Linked DNA regions of Macaca mulatta: region 2 is linked to region 1. The links are chromatin contacts, called in public Hi-C maps. All regions are on one chromosome and are shown on one strand. Each heading gives the region's core, a stretch centred on a gene start, on an enhancer-like site or on the middle of the called end of the contact. The rest is flanking DNA. Distances are from core to core; before and after follow the strand shown. Region 1 holds the start of ZFAND5 (zinc finger AN1-type containing 5). Region 2 has its middle 78 kb from the start of TMC1.

Region 1 (4,294 bases), core at 768-3,267:
TTGCATTTCCCTTCCTGTAAATATTTTAGAAAAAAATACCATTACTATTTATTGATTTTAAAGTAATCAGAAACTTGGGCATGCATGTGTCAGCTCTGTCAGTTAGAGCTAGAATGCACATTTTATAAAGTTTATGGCTTCCTCTAACTTACAGCTTAAAAAAAAATCTGAGTAACTGAACAATTCTCCAATTCCAATTCTGAACAAAGAGCTTTTACACCTATGGAATATAGTTCTTCCAGGCGCACATGATGTGATGACATGGCATGAATTCCCACTCACCTGGGAATTGAGACCTGAGTTCAAGTCTCTAGTCTGCCACTAAGCCAGTGACCTTGGGCAAGTCCTTACTTTCCAGATTTCAGTTCCCTCTTTGCCAAATGGAGTAGGATTGACTTTTAAAGGCTCCTTTTCAGGGCCTGGGAGATAGAAAACAGGAGAGAACTACAACAAATCCTTAATTTTTTTAGGGGGGCGTGGGGAAACATTTTAAGAAAAAACTTTGAAGATAAAATTGCAATATTTTCACCAATTGAGTTCTGAAAGCCTACTTTTTAAAAAAAATCCTAAAAATAAAGAGTAAAATACAGTCGTTTACGGTTAGGTATCTAAATCCCAGGTTTAAGAACGGGGATGTGTGACCTATGTGTTCCTTTATCTTAATAATCTCCTTAGATGAAATCCTTAGGTGACATTCACTCAATAAAGATAACCCGACCCTTCCTCGAAAACACAGCTCCACGGAGTGCGTTGAAAGCGAGCAAAAAATTTCACGTTCATCAGCCTAAATGCACCAAACAAAGGAGAAGGTGCTCCATTTCCTCCATGAAAACGGATCTCAGGGTAGACACCCCGCGACGTCGAGAAACCCAAAAGACGACGCCGGAGAACCCCCGACCCCATGTTCCAACGGGTTTTGGAACAAGTTCGGGTCTCACTGATCCCCCATCCCCCTCCAAGCAAAGGCCTCACTCAGTAAAGCCCAGCAGGGCCCTCTCCGAAAAACCACTGAGTCATGCAGAACAGCAGCTCAGCAGGCCCGGCCTGCCTTTCGCCTGCAGGCCCCACGCCGATCCCCGACCCCGAAGGGCTCCTCTGAGGGAAGAGCTGGTGGGGCTACAGCGGCCAGGGGGCGCGGCCGCCGCCTCGGCCTCTTTGTTTCTCTGGGTCGTGGTGCCCACGCCGGGCGCCGCCGCCAAGTGCGGCCGGGCGGAAGGCGAGCGGCCTAGATGCCGGCCCCGCAGAGGCGGCACGCCGGGCATTGTTTCCCGACCGTGCTGTGGAGCGAGCCAGAGACGCCAGGAGCCAGGCCTCGGGCCACGACGACAGAATGACGCCTCCGTCTTTGTGCTTCCTGGGCTGGCGGGCGGGTTCCCCTCCCCCGGACGCCGCCATCCGCGGCCTGCTCCGGCTTCGCCGTTGGCCCGCGGCGCCCCGGTCCCTTCACTCCCGCCCCCGGCCCGGCAACGAGCAGCCCGGCTCCCGCCCCCAACCCCATATCACTCACCCTGCGGGGGCCCAAATGAGAAAGCCGGGTTCACGCGCGAAGCCGGCACGATGAGGCCGGGCCGAGGCCTCCGGGAAGGCTGAGCCGGGCGCCCTGGTGACGCCGCCGCGGGCCGGGAGCGGGTCGGAGCCGCAGGCGGAGGTGGCGCCGCCGCCGCCGCGGGGTCTTCCTTTGTTCCTGCAGCAGCGCCGAGCGTGGCCGGGACACGCCGGAGCTCGGGAAGTGGGAGGAGGGAAGCGAGGGGGGGGCCGAGGAGGAGGCGGAGGGACAACCGGACGCCGCAGCGGCTAACGCTGCTCAAGGCGCTCGCCCGTTGTCGTCTCACGCCTCCACAGGCCGCAGGTTGGGCGGACGAGGAGGGCGAGTGGAGCGCGCGCCGCGAGGCCGGGGGCCGTAAGGGCCCGCTGATGGCACTCTACGCCGCTCCTGCCACCGCCGGGGAAGCTGCGCGGCTCCCGGGAGCGAGCAAGCCCGCGTACGAGATGCACACAGCTCCGCGTCCCGGCCGACTAACGCGCTGGCCGCCCGGCGCCCGGGCAGTGGGGGAAAAGAGGGGGAGGGGGCGGGACCCGTGCGTCAGCGAAAACCCCGACGGCGGCGGCGGCGGGGAGCGCGGTGACGTCGCGGGTCCGAGGCCACGCCCCCGGCGCCCTGTCAGTAGGTCCGGGAGGCGGGGCCGAGCCGGGTTGCTGTGCCTTCTCGTGGAGCCCAGCCACTGGCCTGGCGGTCGGCCCCTAGGGTGGAGCTGGAAAGAGCGAGTCCTGTGGAGGATGTGTTTCTATTTTTAACCCAATTGTCCGCCCTCAGCCTCACTCCTTCGGATTTTCTCATTCAAACCCGTTTTTCGCCGTCCTAGTTCTCACGCTTTGTCTCCAGCCGTGGGCAGACATTCCCTCCCCCAAGAATTGTAAGGATTCACCCGCAGAAAAGGAAAAGAACTGCCTTATGGCTTCGAGGTCTTTTCTGTTTATGAAACCTCCTCACTCCCGACACCCATTTTCAGCTCCGAAGTCCAGCCCGTGCGTGGCCCTGACGCGGCTGGCGGCGTGCGTTGGCTCGCCCAAGGTCACGAGGGGTTGTGCGGTGTGAGGAAACTCGCGGCCGCCCAGGGCTGCCAATGCCCCGGCGGCGCTGTTCTGAACAAACTGTTTTGGCCAGCCCGTAAAATCCCTGGAAATTGACGATTCCAGCAAAGCGTCGTGAACTGGGAAAGCACCAAATGTTCTACTCAAATGCCGCGAAGGGACAAAACAAGCTAGATCTAAGGCCCAGATCAAGCGGGAGGAGTAGGCTTGCGGGAGGAAGTTCAAGGGGGGCAAGTACTAGGCGGGGAGTTCAGGCACGAGGCACAGGTTCCCCATGGGTGAAAGGATGACTTACTCGAAACAGTGGGAACCTTTTCAGAGCACAAACAAAAAATATTTTCAGCTGACCGCTCCAAGTGACTTTCAGTTCAACTCAAAATAACAAAATCACTAGGTTGGAAAGGACTTCTGAAATTTTCTAGTAAACTACGGTCTGACGAATACATAGAAATGACGTTTAGGGCTTATATTAGCCACATATAGAATGGAGAAGAGATCCCTTCAGTGTTTCTCAAAGTCGGTAAACAGAAAAAATTCACCTGGGGTGATTAAATATTCCTACGCCTCTCCCCTGGATATGGTTTTGGCTGGTCTGGGGTGGGGGTGGGGGGGGGGGTCCTACTGCGCTTCAGGTGATCCTTATTTGTAATCTGTAATGGGGGAATGCTGTACTGATAGCTTGAGCCAACACTTCCAAATCAAACAGTTCTCCGCCACAGTAAGCAAAGTACCTGGAGCATAACAACCTTTTATTTTGTTTTGAACAAATTTTGGTTTATTACTGTGATCAATGTATTAGAGATTTAAGTAGTTTGGGTCACTGGTCCCACGACCATTAAAATTTATTTCCTTAAATTAGATAAATTGGTAAAACAACAACAACAACAACAAAGCAGCTACCATTTACAGGCCATTTTCAGTGCCAACTATTTTCCATTTAGTGTCTCATTTTATCCTCACAGTAATTCACTGAGATAGGTACTATTATCACGTCCCTTTCTACAGATAAAGGAACAATGACTAAAGAGGCTTGCCCAGGGCACTGAAGGGCAGGGAGGCAATGGAGGTGATTATTATTGAGAACAAAAATAACTTAATTTTTTTTTTTTTTGCCCTCTAGAACTGGAGTTATAATGAGTGAAACAAGATAATTCCTGAAGAAGCATACTTTAAAAAAAAAGTCTAAGGGTAATGAGGCAAACTCATTATTGAATAGTGTATTCCATAATATTATGTCACCTTCTGATAATTCATCTTCTCTATCACCCATTTATAATTTTATCTGAGACTATTTCAACCAAGAATGTTGCAGGTATTGTACCTAAACATACCAAGATTCCTTTTTAGCAGTTATTTTCTAGTGGTTCTCAAAGTGTGGTCTCCAGACCAGCTGCAGCAGCAGCACCTGGGAACTTACTAGAAATACAAATTCTCAGGCCCCAGCACTAAACCTGTGGAGTCACAAACTGGGGGTTAGCACAGCCATCTGTGGCTCAATAAGTCCTCTAGGTGATTCTGATGTGTACACAAGTTTGGAAACCATTGACTTAACCCTACCATGGCGTCAGGTGACCCCTCTTTTTTTCAGATGGCTCACGCCACATGAAAGGGAAAGGTTTAAAAAAAAAAAGAAATCTTCTCATATTACTAGTGTAACAGATTAAGGGATGTACTTCTAAGAAGGTTTTTGTTTTATTTTTGT
Region 2 (3,791 bases), core at 701-3,200, 220 kb after region 1:
CTGGTTATGTAACAGATAACTTTTTTTTTCTTTTTTTGAGACGGAGTTTCACTCTTGTTGCCCAGGCTGGAGGGCAATGGCTCCATCTCAACTCACTGCAACCTCTGCCTCCTGGGTTCAAGCAATTCTCCTGCCTCAACCTCCCGAGTAGTTGGGATTACAGGCATGCACCACCACGTCCGGCTAATTTTGTATTTTTAATAGAGACGGGGTTTTACCATGTTGGCCAGGCTGGTCTTGAACTCCTGACCTCAGATGATCCACCCACCTCAGCCTCCCAAAGTGCTGGGATTACAGGCGTGAGACACTGCGCCTGGACAACAGATAACTTTAAAAATTCTCAGCTGCTTAACCCAACAAATAATTATTTCTTCCTCAGGCCGTATATCCAGCATGGGTTGGCAACATAGCCCTGTTTGTCCTAGTCCCTTCAGGAAGTCTATTGATGAAAGATGCATTTTCATGTGGGATTCTCTCACCACTATGATAGAGAGAAGGAAATTTGTTGGATTGTACCCTGAATTTTAAAAAGCTTCTGCCAAGAATTGACATATATTCTTTCCAATAGCATTTTACTGGCCATCATCCATCATATGACCATGCCTGAATTCAGACAGAGTAGGTGGAGAATACATTTTTAATTTTAATTTTTTTTTGAGACAGAGCCTCACTGTCTCGCCCAGGCTGGAGTGAAGTGGCGCCATCTCGGCTCACTGCAACCTCTGCTTCCCAGGTTTAACAATTCTCCTGCCTCAGCCTCCCAAATAGCTAGAATTACAGGCATGCACCCCCACTCCTGGCTAAGGTTTTTCATATTTTTGTACAAATGGGGTGCCACCATGTTGGCCAGGCTGGTCTCAAACTCCTGGCCTCAAGTGACCCATCCTCCTGGGCCTCCCAAAGTGCTGGGATTACAGGCGTGAGCCATTGCGCCCGGCAAGAGTGCATTTTTTTCTTGTACCCAGAAGAGGAAAGAATGGGAATAATCATGAACTACCCTAATGACTATCATGCTGATGGTTAATGGTGGTTGTGGGATGGTGTGAGATTTAAAGATTTAAAGATGGCTTCACTCCTGTCAACTTTGCTTACTTACTGCTGTATAACAAACTGCTCCAAACTTCGGGGATGAAGATAACAAAAATCATTTAATTTGCTCATGAAGTTGCAATTTGGATAGGACTGTGTAGAAACAACTCCTCTCTATACCATGGGGCATCAGCTAGGACAGCTCAAAACCTGGGAGTAACTCAAAGGCTGGGGGCTGTAGTCATCTGAACGCTTGCTCACTCCCGTGCTCTCATGTCAGGCAGTGGATGCTGGCCGTAGACGGAGACCTCAGCGGTGGTTGTCAGCTTGACCACCTACTCCCAAACTCTACATGCGGCTGTTTGGCTCCCTTACAGTATGGTGGCTGGGTTCCAAGGCAGAAAGTAAATGCTGCCAGTTTCTTCAAGTCTGTCTGAAAATTGGCACAGCATTCTTTCTATCATATTCTCTTCATCAAGGAGTTGTAGAGGCCAACTTTAAGGGGAAGAAAAATAGACCCTATGTTTCAATAGCAGGAAGGTCAAAGAATGTGGTGGGGAAACTGCTTCCCAGGTTAGAAAAACAAGAATTATTTTTGCTTTGTTTTGGTTTTTTTGAGACAGAGTTTTGCTCTTGTTGCCCAGGCTGGAGTGCAATGGCGGGATCTCAGCTCACCACAACCTCCGCCTCCTGGGTTCAAGTGATTCTCCTGCCTCAGCCTCCCCAGTAGCTGGGATTATAGGCAGCGCCACCACGCCCAGTTAATTTTGTATTATTAGTAGAGACAGGGTTTCTCCATGTTGGTCAGGCTGGTCTTGAACTCCCAACCTCAGGTGATATGCCTGCCTTGGCCTCCCAAAGTGCTGGGATTATAGGCGTGAGCCATCACGCCAGGCCAGACAAGCAAGATTTCTTTAGGTGGAGTTTGTGGAATGAATGTTCTGGACAAGTAAACGGCATGCATCAAAGCACAGAAACATCAGAGCTGCATTCGTATAAATTCTCTAGCTGGTCTTACGTCCTAGCTACTTACTCCTACTGTTGACATTAACCTTATAAACTTGCTAGAGGCTCAGTGTGGGGAAACAAACAAACAAAGCCTCATGAAACATTTTGATTCAATTAGAAAATGTCTATTAAATACATTGTGTTTCACAAATGTGAACTATTAATACAATCTGGGTTTGTTCTGATTTAATTGTCTAAAATTATACATAATTTATCCTCTTGCCAACAAATGAAATTATGGAAAAATTAAAAATATCACCACCAATTTTTTCTGTTAAATGTTTATTTTTGTAATTATAACTTAGTTTAATCTCAGTTTGACATTTAGTACACTGTGGCATTCACTCTGGTTTGGGTTCATTTGGCTCTGAGCTTCATGGTTCAATTTAGACTTCAAAGCGTGTCAGACTTGACCTGAGGCACGTTTTCAACAATCAGGTGCAGTTTGTAAGGTTATGGGTTGAGGAATAGCATAAATGGGCCATCCTTTTTCTGATTTTGAGAAGAGAATGACTACTAACACCCAGGTGTGTTCTTGTCTTTCTGGAGTCAATTCCAACAGCATTGGCTGTGGGTTATAAAACCATAAAATTTTACAGCCAAGAACAACTTTAAATGCCTTTTAGGAGGAACTTCTTCATTTTGCAGTTGAGGAAACTGAGAATCAGAGACGAAGTGACCTCAGGGCGTTACAACTTACTATTACTGTATCGAAAGAGGAAGGGAAGCTGGTGCAAGCTGAGAGACCCACTGATGACCTGCAGGATACCCAGTGTTGCCCCTGCGTTTGGGCTCAGGGAGAAGCAGCTTCTTAGCTTCTGCTATGCTGACTTATCTTGTGATCTCTGTCCCAGCCCTTGGCTGCCTCTCCTCCTTGTCCCCAGGCCTGCACCATTCCATCTGCCTCCTGATTATTCACTGACAGCTGCCTTTTCCCTCACCCTTTGTTCTCAGTTTTTTAAAATCCAATGGGGAGAAGCTTGGATTCAAATGATAGCATTTGAATTCAGCTCATGAAAAATTCTATAACAAGTGCATTTGGCCGTTTGATCTCTGGCTTCTCCCACACACTTGCCCTTTATACTCTGACAGCCATAAGCTTCATTTCCTTGAAGCAGATTGCAATTTCAATGGAAAGGAAATAACTGTGTAGTTTTCAAGCTGAGTTCAGTTCTAAAAAGGACTGAGCGAAGCTCAATCCCGGGCTACTGTGGACTCTTAGTCACTGAATCAGGCAGCGAAAGATCTCTCTCCAAGCTTCCTGGTTATGATCTTGGAAAACACCAGAGCTAGGTTCAGATTTCAGCCATACCATTACTTAATTGTGTGATTTTGGCAAATACGCTTAAAACTTTTTTGACTCAGTTTCCTCTTCTCTAAAATGGGAACACTAATTAATGCTCACCTCTAAAGGTTGTTCAGTCATTCAACATATATTTGTTGGGTGCCTCCTGTGTGTCAAACTGTTTCAGTCCAGTGAAGAAGATGGACATGAATCTAAGAGTCACCAAAAAAATGTAAAATGGCACCTTTGATGAGTGACAAAGGAGAGGTATATGAGAAAGTGTGTGAGAGTATCTAACAGGTGAGGGCATTGTATAATTTATTGTTGCAAACGGGACACTTTTGAGTGAAAGAGGGTGTGTTAATTGTCCTGGAACAACAGGCTTAAATCAGGACTTCGTGGGCAAACTCGGGCCCATGGTTTCTTCCCTACCCCACTCTTACCCACCCTTACTATAAGAGGTAAAGTT

Evidence for each region. A called contact is a pair of places that touch in the nucleus more often than the background predicts.
Region 2: a Hi-C map of fetal cortex germinal zone shows a contact between it and region 1, with 3 times the contacts expected there. The contact joins the enhancer-like site here to the promoter of ZFAND5 in region 1. A contact is called at or near these places in 7 of 14 Hi-C or Micro-C datasets (blood, cortical neurons, fetal cortex germinal zone and 4 more).

The regions. Positions count from the first base shown.
Region 1 is chr15:103,368,545-103,372,838 of T2T-MMU8v2.0, forward strand. ZFAND5 (zinc finger AN1-type containing 5) reads right to left here and starts at 2,018. Exons shown (of 6, transcript XM_015117903.3): 1 at 1,508-2,018.
Region 2 is chr15:103,591,136-103,594,926 of T2T-MMU8v2.0, forward strand. No RefSeq gene overlaps it. Among named protein-coding and RNA genes, the nearest start is that of TMC1, 78 kb to the right of the region's middle. Within about 2 kb of position 1,951, at least 12 of the 40 cell types and tissues checked have an H3K27ac peak or open chromatin away from gene starts, as enhancers often do.